Linked DNA regions of Rattus norvegicus: region 2 is linked to region 1. Evidence: chromatin contacts called from public HiChIP or PLAC-seq data. All regions are on one chromosome and are shown on one strand. The core of a region is the stretch at or near the end of the contact, and the rest is flanking DNA. Distances in the headings are between cores, read along the strand shown.

Region 1 (4,757 bases), core at 256-2,755:
CTGTGTGTCTCTGTGTTTGTGTCTGTGTGTGTCTGTATGTCTGTTTGTCTGTCTGTGAGTGTCTTTCTGTGTCTGTGTGTCTCTGTGTTTGTGTCTGTGTGCTTGTGTGTCTATGTCTGCGTGTGTTTGTGTGTCTCTGTTTTTATGTCTGTATGTATCTGTGTTTGTCTGTGTCTGTGTGTGTCTGTGTATCTCTGTGTTTGTCTGTCTGTGAGTATCTCTGTGTCTGTGTGTTTGTATGTATGTGTTTGTGTGCATGCACAAGCTAGTGTACTTGGAGAAGGTCGAGGAGAGCTGGTGGGAGCAGACACTCTCCTTGCACAACGTGACTCCCAGAAAGACTCGGGCTGTCAGGCACAGCAGTGAGTATGTTTACAAGGTGAACCTTGTGTAGCCACCAACAGTCTGAAAGCAGATCAGGCTGTGCCTATTGCTCCTGCTGCTCCAGAGACTGAGGCAGGGGGATCAGAGTTTAAGGCTAGGCTGGACAACATTTAACCATGCCTCCCCTCCCTGCCAAGTGTTCAATCAGAATATAAACAGACAGATAAGCATGCGGCTGATAAAAATGAATTTCCTAAAAAGCAAAAAACGAAAACAAAACGCGCCTTAATCAATACACTTTTTTTTTTTTTTTGGTTCTTTTTTTTCGGAGCTGGGGACCGAACCCAGGGCCTTGTGCTTCCTAGGTAAGCGCTCTACCACTGAGCTAAATCCCCAGCCCCTATCAATACACTTTCAATACTGAAATCTTTGAATCAAACGCAATATGGCTGTAGTTGTTGCTATACTGAGTGTCATATCAAATCCAGAGCTTCGTCCACACTAGGAAAACATTCTAACAGGACACTTGCTACATCCTTTCCCTGGGGTGAACCTTTGGGTTCCCATCACGAGGTACCCAGAACACTTGTGTAGGTCAGTGGAATTCTGCCCCTCCTTTACCACGCAGAGGATGCTGGGAACAAGTAAAGACAGGTCTTCAAGACGTCTCCCTCCACCCTACAACTACTAGACAGCCTGAGCTGTCACTGAAGGACAAGCACTCTGGAGCGGGCCCCTGGTCCTTAGGAAGTCCATTCCCATCACTCCCACAGTCAGTTAAGAATGAGGTCAGGTTCCAAACTCAGCACAAGTTCAGAGTCATTTCTGGGCCTTTTAGCAAGTCGTCTCCCAAAGGCCTGCCCCTCCCTTTGTTCCTGCTCACAATGAGTCTCAGGCCCAAATGTCTGACTTTAACTTTCAAGTGCTGCTTAGCAAGTCTTGCGCTTGCTGCGCTCTCCGACATTCTTAGAATAAGAAAACGGGTTCCCTAGAAAAGCTATGGCGATTACACACGATTTGGAAGTGAACGCTCTCGTGTTTTCCAATCTTAAGATGTATCAGCCTGGAGAATGTTGCAAAGACCGCATTAAATCTCCAGTAAGCGTGCATTTCAACTACGGCAAGGCCTTGAGCGTCTAAGTAGGCCATATCAGCTACACCATGCAGGAAATTATACCCCAGGAAAGCTCTGCTTTAAAAATAGGCAAAGGAAGAAAGGAACGCTGCCAAAACACACAGGGCTCTCCGTTTGTTTTGATTTGCACACGGCATCTGTTTGATCAGGTGCAACCTGCCATTTGCAGGCTTTGGGGGAATGGTAGTAGTTAGGGTGGGAAGAAGTAAATTAGCCCAAAATGTTTGCTTTTAGAACATGCTTTTGAAATAGATATCAGCAGAATTTAGGTCAGGACTACATATCACAAAGACACCGGGTTTGGGGGATAAGTGTTGAGACTGGGCTTGGACATGCCCTAACCCTGCAGACTCCAAGCTGAGGAAACAGATTGGTCCACTGGCTCTTGCAAGCACAATGTAGCATTCTGCAGACGTGGAGAAGCCAGCTTTTCTATCTTACAGCTTTTCTGTCTTACAAATTAATTTTTCGAAAGTTCTGCCTAATTACTGTATACCAACTATGTTCAAGGTACAGTGAGGTACAATGAAAGCAGCCAAACCCTTCCTTTGATGGGAGACAGACATTAAGGATACAGTATCAGGCAGCATAAAGAAGTATTGAGATCGGAACACAGACATGTAACGAGTTTTATTACTGCTGAGAAACTTCCACAGAAAAAAAACCAAACTGAATCTACAGGTCTGCCAAACCCGGCAGGACTAGTTTAAACAGGATGGCTACATTTGGTAAAGTTCAGGTGAATACGAGGACACTGTATTAATTCCTCGCTTCACATAAACAGCGAGGCGGCTTTCACTGCCAGCCATTGTTGTGATTAATGACACTTTGGGGGCCACAGTGACTTGGCTATTTTATTTATGTTATTTTATGTGTATGAATGTTTTGTCTGATGTGGACTGTATGCCTGCCTGCTGCTCTTGGAGTTCAGCAGACGTTACTGGATCGATTGGAGTGGAATCGGGGGTATGATCTACTGGGACCAGAACCTAGGTCTTCGGTGAGAGCCTGTGCCTTCTCTCCTTTCCATCACCTGTGCTTTTAACCACTAATGGGGTTGGGCATGGTATGTGCGCCCAAACAGAATGACCAGAACATTAGAAACCCAAGCGCTCTGGTGTGGACCCATGCTGACTTACGAGGTCCTCACGAGTGAATGGACAGCACACTCAAGTGTGGATATTATTAGAGTTGATAGAATGCTGCCTCCTTTCCTGGGCATAGATCCCTGTTTTAATTCCTACAAAATTAAGTATATTAGGCTATATGATAAAGAGAAAATAAGGCAGCAGATGGAATTAGGGCCAAGGATCAGACAACCTTGGGGGTGAGCCCTGTCGTTCATAAAGGACCATACAAGCGAAAGGAGGAGGCAGAAGGCTAAAAGCCCAGTGCTGGCAGCATCCAAAAATCTCAGCCCTGAGCTCTTGGCTGTAAAGACACAGGGACTGAGCCTGAAGCCAAGGAATGTGGGTAGCTTCCAGCTCTGAACGACAGATCCTCCACGGGACTAGAGCCTCCAGAGGGAACACAGCCAAGTGGACCCATGCTACATTTCTGAACTCTAGGGATGTCTGGGATTAAATATTTCGTGGCTTTCCGTCTAGAATAGCGTGGTGGCTGGGACAAGCAGGAACTCGACGTGGTGATATGGGAAGGTGCTCTGAAACTCGTGGGGAATAATTAAACACTCATGCCTCGGGCGAGGGAACACACGCAGCACCCCAACCTTGGTTTCTGAGAGTCTTGGTGTTAGACAGGAGGGTGACTGAGGTCTTCAGTGGTGTATTATATTCCTTCCTGGTTCTGTTGTGCCAGGAAGTGTTCGTGAACCCCAAAAGACCACCAAGGAGCCGCTTCCAGTGTAACAGCATTAGGGTCTTTTTATGACAAGCATGGGCTTGGGCTCTCTTCCCACTCAACCCTGACACAGCAGGATGGGAAGGGAAAGCAGCGTAGCCTCGAACCTCAGCAGGACAAAGGTTTATAGGACACAGAAGTGGGGGAGGGGGGCATCTATCCTGGCAAGCATCAAATTGAATGACTATTATAAGCTGACAGGTGGGTGCTCCAAAGCAAGACGGTATACAATCGCAAACCGTCTGAAAGTTCATCTGAAACAATCAGACTAATCTTTGACTAACTGTTGCTAGGAAGTAGCTAGGGAGTGACTCTGGCCAGGGCTAAGCCGTGAGGTCCTTCCTGGTACATGGGTGTAGCTTGGGTTCTGCTGCAGGTCAAGTTCTCTGGCTTTTTTTTTTTTTTTCTTTTCTCTTTAAGATGGAGGCCAGTCTCAAGATGGAGTAGGTTTGGCCTCTACTCAGTTCAGTATCTGTTCTCTTTTATCACTCACTGTATTTTCAAAACAGGGGTTTTGAATTTAATGGATTCTCTTATGCAGGTTAAGCTATTTTTAGCACGTGAGGGAGAATTAAAATTCCAGAAGCATGTTATCTTTAATTGTCTTACATTTTCAAATAACCCAATAATAAAAATCTGAGTGTGTTATTAAGGGGATGAAACATATAAAGTTACGTTTTCAAGTGGAGCTGGGGGGGGGCATGCCTTTGATCTCAGGAATAGAGAGGCAGGAGGATCAGGTGTGTAAGGCCAGCCTCAGCTAGCTACTTCGTGAGTTAGAGGCCAGTTTAGGTTACTTGAAACCATGTTTCGAAGAGAAAAGAAAAAAAAAAAGTGTAACAGAAGAACTGATGCGCAGTGAAAGTGGAGTAATTGTTTTATAATTAAGTCAACCTCTAAATAACCCGTTTTTAGCATTCATTTATACATATAGGTAATTTATGCTTTCCTAAAACTTTTATATTCTTATTGCTGTCCTCTTAGCTGGCTTTTGGTCTGCCTATTTACTTAACTACTTGTCTTTATCTATCTAGTATGCACACATCTACATATGTATGTATCCACTTATCTATGTATGCATCCACTTATCTATGTATGCATCCACTTATCTATGTATCTGCCTACTTAGCTATCTTTCATCTATCTATGTATCTACTTATCTATCATCTATCTATGTATCTATGTATCTATCTATCTATCTATCTATGCATCTATATATCTATGTGTCTGTCTGTCTGTCTGTCTGTCTATCCACCCACCCACCCCTCTGGGATGGTACATCTGTGTCCATCTCCCCACCTCCCTACCTGCCCACCTGTCTCCTTGTCAGTGTAGCTGGGTCAGAGCATCCATCTACCTGGCTGTCTAGCTATTTATTTCCTCTTGGGGACAGATAGAGTCTCTTCATTCTGTAGTGCCTGCTAACCTCAAGTCTTCA
Region 2 (4,444 bases), core at 1,590-4,089, 130 kb before region 1:
AGAATTTTCCCAGCACGTGGAAAGTCACATCAGAGACTCAGAGGAAAGCTGGGTCCTGGGAAACAAGGGAGGGTGTGGCTGGGAATGCCCTGGAAAGTGGGTGGATCCTGCAGGAAGTGGTTTCAGCTGTTTCCAGAATGGAACAAAGATAGGATGCTCTACCACCCGAAAGTTCACGGCAACAGAGGCCCGGCTATGGGCCAGTTTGCTTTTCTGCTGCTGACATAAACATCTTGACCAAGAGTATAACTTGGGGGAAGGAAAGGGTTTATTTCAGCTTATACTTCCAACTCACACTTCATCGTTGAGGGAAGACTGGGCAAGACCTTAAACAGGAACTGGAGCAGAGACCGTGGAGGAACACTGCTGACTGCCTTGCCCCAGGCTCGTGGCCAGCTGCCTCTCTGGTGCAGCTCAGACCCATCCGCCTAGGGATGGCACCACCCACAGTGGCACCCACAGTGCCTACATCAGTTAGCAGCCAAGGAACTGCCTCTGATCTGACAGAGCCAGTTCAACCGAGGATCTCTCTTCCCGGGTGCCGCGCTGACAATCAAGGTGCATCATCGGGAAACGCTAAAGCTGCCCCGCCCCAGGACCCCAGTCATCCAGGACCCACGTTTGTTGGCACTTCACCACTCTGGCCCAGAAAACCACTGTAGGTGCCCTGTAGGTGACTCACACTCTCATTCCAGCCTGGGAGGAAGAAAGAAATAGAATACAAAGGCAAGGGCTGATGGGAATTATTTAATACCGCGACCCGGACCCTCCATATTGGCCCTATTCACCCACTGGACAGCATTTTTTGTACACTTGAGTGTGTGGGCCGATACTGCCAGCAGCCACCCTTGATTCACATTAAAGAATACACTTAAAGAAAAGAAGAAAGCTGTAGTCCCTTCTAAAAGCCTTAACAGTTTGATTTTTGCAACCATCGCAATACATTTTAATAACGCTGTCAGCTACATTTAAAAAACCTTCAGTATTAAAATGGTTCTGGCACATATATTTATTCTTTTTATTTCCAAATTCCTATGTAATTTATTCCCCAACTTGTTTCTCCAGATGGTTTAAAAAAAAAATGGATACCGAGGGCTGGTGGGGGGGTAGCTCAGTCCGTATAAAACTTGCCTAGCGTGCATGATGACTGGCAGGCCCGTTTTCCTAGATTAATGTCCCAGCGCTGAGTAAACCAGAAGGAGGTGCACACCTACAATCCCAGCTCTTGGGAGGTAGGGGCAAGGGGACTGTCCTTAGCTGTATATTCAGTTCAAGTCTCTGAACTATGGGAGACTGGGTCTTAAACAACAAAACCAAAACAAACAGAAGAAAGGTTATCCCGTGATGATTTGCATCAACTCGTGCAGACCTTGTCTGCTGGACTTGGAATCCGAGGACCTGAAAGAATGGGGCATACTAGAGTCTGAAACTGTAGGTAACCTCCTTACTTTCAGTGTACTTTAGACCCAACATAAAAAAGAAAGGAAGGATTCAAGGAAGGCTGTTAGAGTTCAGAAAAACATGCAAATTAACACCAGTAAGCACATACTAAATATTAGCAGAGCAGCCTGTCCCCAGAACTTTCTCAGGACAGACCAGTTTAAACACAATTACCTAGAACGTACTAGACTAGATCCGGGAAAGCAGGGAAGCAAGGCAGAAGGCCATGTCCAGATTCAAGGTACACTGACCAGATTTGGGTTCTACAGCTATGTTCAGACATCCAACAAGAACAAACAAGTCTTATGAATTGAACGTAAATGTTTAACACAGGAAACACAAAATCACATCCAAGAACAATCCAGGGAACAAGATGCCCCTGAGGTAAAGGCCCTCAGCCTTTTTCTCCTGGAGCCTCTCCCACAGTTCCCTCAAGGCATTCACTGTTCACCGAGGCTCGTTCTTCTGTGATCGTGCTGTGCTCGTTCGCATGGGTACGGACGTACAAGGGCAGTCAGTCAATCCGTAGACTGGATCGTGTCTTTGAGATAGCTCGACGCAAACACACAATCGGGTTGTCCCTCATATTCAGTACTTTTCTGTCGCTGTGACAGGATACCATGACCAAGGCAACCTAAGGAAGAGGACTTGTTGTTATGTTGTCTTGTGGTTCCAGAGGATTAGCATCCGTAATGGCAGGGAAGAGGCAGCAGGCAGGCATGCGGGTGGACCAGGATGCTGAGAGGTCACGTCCTGAACCAGAAGCACAAAGCAGAGAGAAGGGCACACTGGGAATCGTGTGAAGCCTTTGGAACCTCAAAGCCAATGATGTACTGTCTCCAGCAACACCACACTTCTTAGACCTCCCCAAACAGCGCCACCAACCCGGAACTAAGTGTTGAGATGCCAGAGCCCTTGTGAGATGTTGGCCTGTTAGAACTTTTTCTAGGCTCCGCCCATCAGTTACCTAGCAACAGCCAGGCAGGCCTAGCATGCTCTCTCTCTCCCTCCCTCCCTCTCTCCCCCTCCCCCCTCCCCCTCTCCTCCCCCTCCCCCCTCCCCCTCTCCCTCTCCTGACCCCTTCTTCTACCTCTCCTTCCCCTTCATCCTTCCTCTCTCCATGTGTTCCGCCTCCCCCCTGCTCTTTCTCTGCCTTTACCCCCTTCTCAATCCCACTTGCCATACTTTTCTACTGGCTGGTACCTCAGGGTGGTTGGGATGCTTCGGCATGGGCCGGCTAAGGCGTCCCCTCCCACCGCGCCATACAGTGCTTTACAAAACATATCAGGAGAAGTTTCTCATTTAAACCAGCCAGCTCTCTTCTGAACTAGAAGTGGACTAGAGAGGCTATGCTGGAGTAGAGAGTGAGTCAGAAGCAGAGACTGAATGGGGCTGTGAGTCAGCAGCCAAGGTCTCCAGCAGGCTGCGGACTCCCAGTAATTGAGCCTCCACTACATACGCTGTCCTGTTGCAGCGAAGCCAGTCACTCGTCTGTTCTGTCCATCGAGGGTGAAAAGGTCACGTGAAAGTCAAGGTCTTTGAAAAGGGCTTCTGGCTGGTCTCCAATGCCTCACCCGGAGTCTCTGGAAGTCACGTATTAGTGTGGAGATGTTATAGACAGATGAGACTGGGGTCTCCGAGTGGGCAAGCATCCGGTCTGGCTGTGGATGAGGAAGAAATACATCGATGACATTTGAAACCTGAGAGCGGGGCAGCTAATGGTTAATTATATAACCCAGCAGCAAAAACACTTTAGTGTTTGCATACTGTAATTATTCTCGTGGTGGCAGCTCGGGAACATGTAGTTACAGAGAAACCAGTAAGTCGGGAACTTCTGTACCTGGTGATTGCTCTTAACCTGGCATCACCGGCAGAGGGAGAGTTTCTCACATCTTGACTTGTTTATAGGAAAATTGCATATCCTGTGCCCTTCAATTTAACCACAGTGACAGAAGTATAAAATATAGAGAAGTCAGAGAGAGGGCCCCGTAGGTAAAAGCACTTGTCACCAAGCCTGAGGGACCTGAGTGTGATCCCTTGTACCCACATAGTGGAAGGAGAGACCGGAATCCCACTTCTGACCTCTGACCTCCTCATGCGTGCTGTGGCATGAACGTGACGCCCCCTCCACATGCACAGTGAATATAATAAAAAAAAATATCGTTTAAAAACTAAGTTAGAGGGTGGTTATGGCACAAGCCTTTGACCCCAACATTTGGAAGGCAGAGGCAGGAGGATACCTGTGAGTTCTAGGCCAGCTTCCCTCCCCCCTCAAAAAACAAATTAAGTCAAAACCACAAAAAAAAAGATATAGATTGGGAGGGGGATTAGATTCGAGGCAGGGTCTCTCGGTGTAGCTCTGGCTGTCCTGGAACTTGATCTGTAGACCAGGCTGGCTTCATACACAGAGATCCACCTGCCTCTGCCTCCCTAGTGCTGGGATTAAAGGCCTGTGTTACCACCACACAGCAAAGGTGTATTTTTAAAGATTTGTATTTTTTTTTTATGTGTGTGTAAGTTTGCCTCCACACTGTGCCTGGTGCTCACAGTGGGTCCCCTAAAGGGTCCCCTAAGGCAGGATGGAGTTCCAGAAGCCACAGGACATGGGTGCTGGAAACTAAGCTATCACTCCAGCTCATAAAATAACTTTTTGAAAATTAGAGGCTGGTGCTGAGAGACAAATTTTTATTTTTATTTATTTGTTTTATGTAAGGGGACCGTGTGCTATACAGCTCACGTGGTCTCTCTTGCTTCCGCTGCTCTGAAGTATACTCCAGGCTAGCAGGTCTGTCAGCTGCCCGGTGGTTCCTCTGTGTGTACAACACCCCTCACTGTGGGAGAGTGCTGGGATTACAGAGACTTGCAAATGCATCCTGCATTTCACAGTCTGCCACTTCCAGGAATTCAGCTCACCATGGAAGGATTTCTCTTTCTCCTTCGCTGCTATTCCTGGCCTGAAGCTACAAGGAAAGTCAGGTTAAGAGAAAAAAAAGCACACAAACTG

What was found. HiChIP or PLAC-seq counts read pairs in DNA pulled down with a chosen protein or histone mark.
Region 2: a contact with region 1 is called in an H3K27ac HiChIP or PLAC-seq map of oligodendrocytes, with 4 times the contacts expected there. The contact joins two enhancer-like sites. A contact is called at or near these places in 1 of 12 Hi-C or Micro-C datasets (psoas muscle) and 1 of 1 datasets of contacts at active chromatin or transcription factors (oligodendrocytes).

The regions. Positions count from the first base shown.
Region 1 is chr20:21,528,434-21,533,190 of GRCr8, reverse strand. All of the region lies in intron 2 of Reep3 (receptor accessory protein 3), which reads right to left. Among named protein-coding and RNA genes, the nearest start is that of Reep3, 38 kb to the right of the region's middle. Within about 2 kb of position 1,505, at least 38 of the 93 cell types and tissues checked have an H3K27ac peak or open chromatin away from gene starts, as enhancers often do.
Region 2 is chr20:21,660,291-21,664,734 of GRCr8, reverse strand. It overlaps LOC102551701 (a long non-coding RNA gene), which reads right to left. Exons shown (of 3, transcript XR_005497633.2): 2 at 2,900-3,101; 3 at 735-2,193. Among named protein-coding and RNA genes, the nearest start is that of Reep3, 170 kb to the right of the region's middle. Within about 2 kb of position 2,839, at least 13 of the 93 cell types and tissues checked have an H3K27ac peak or open chromatin away from gene starts, as enhancers often do.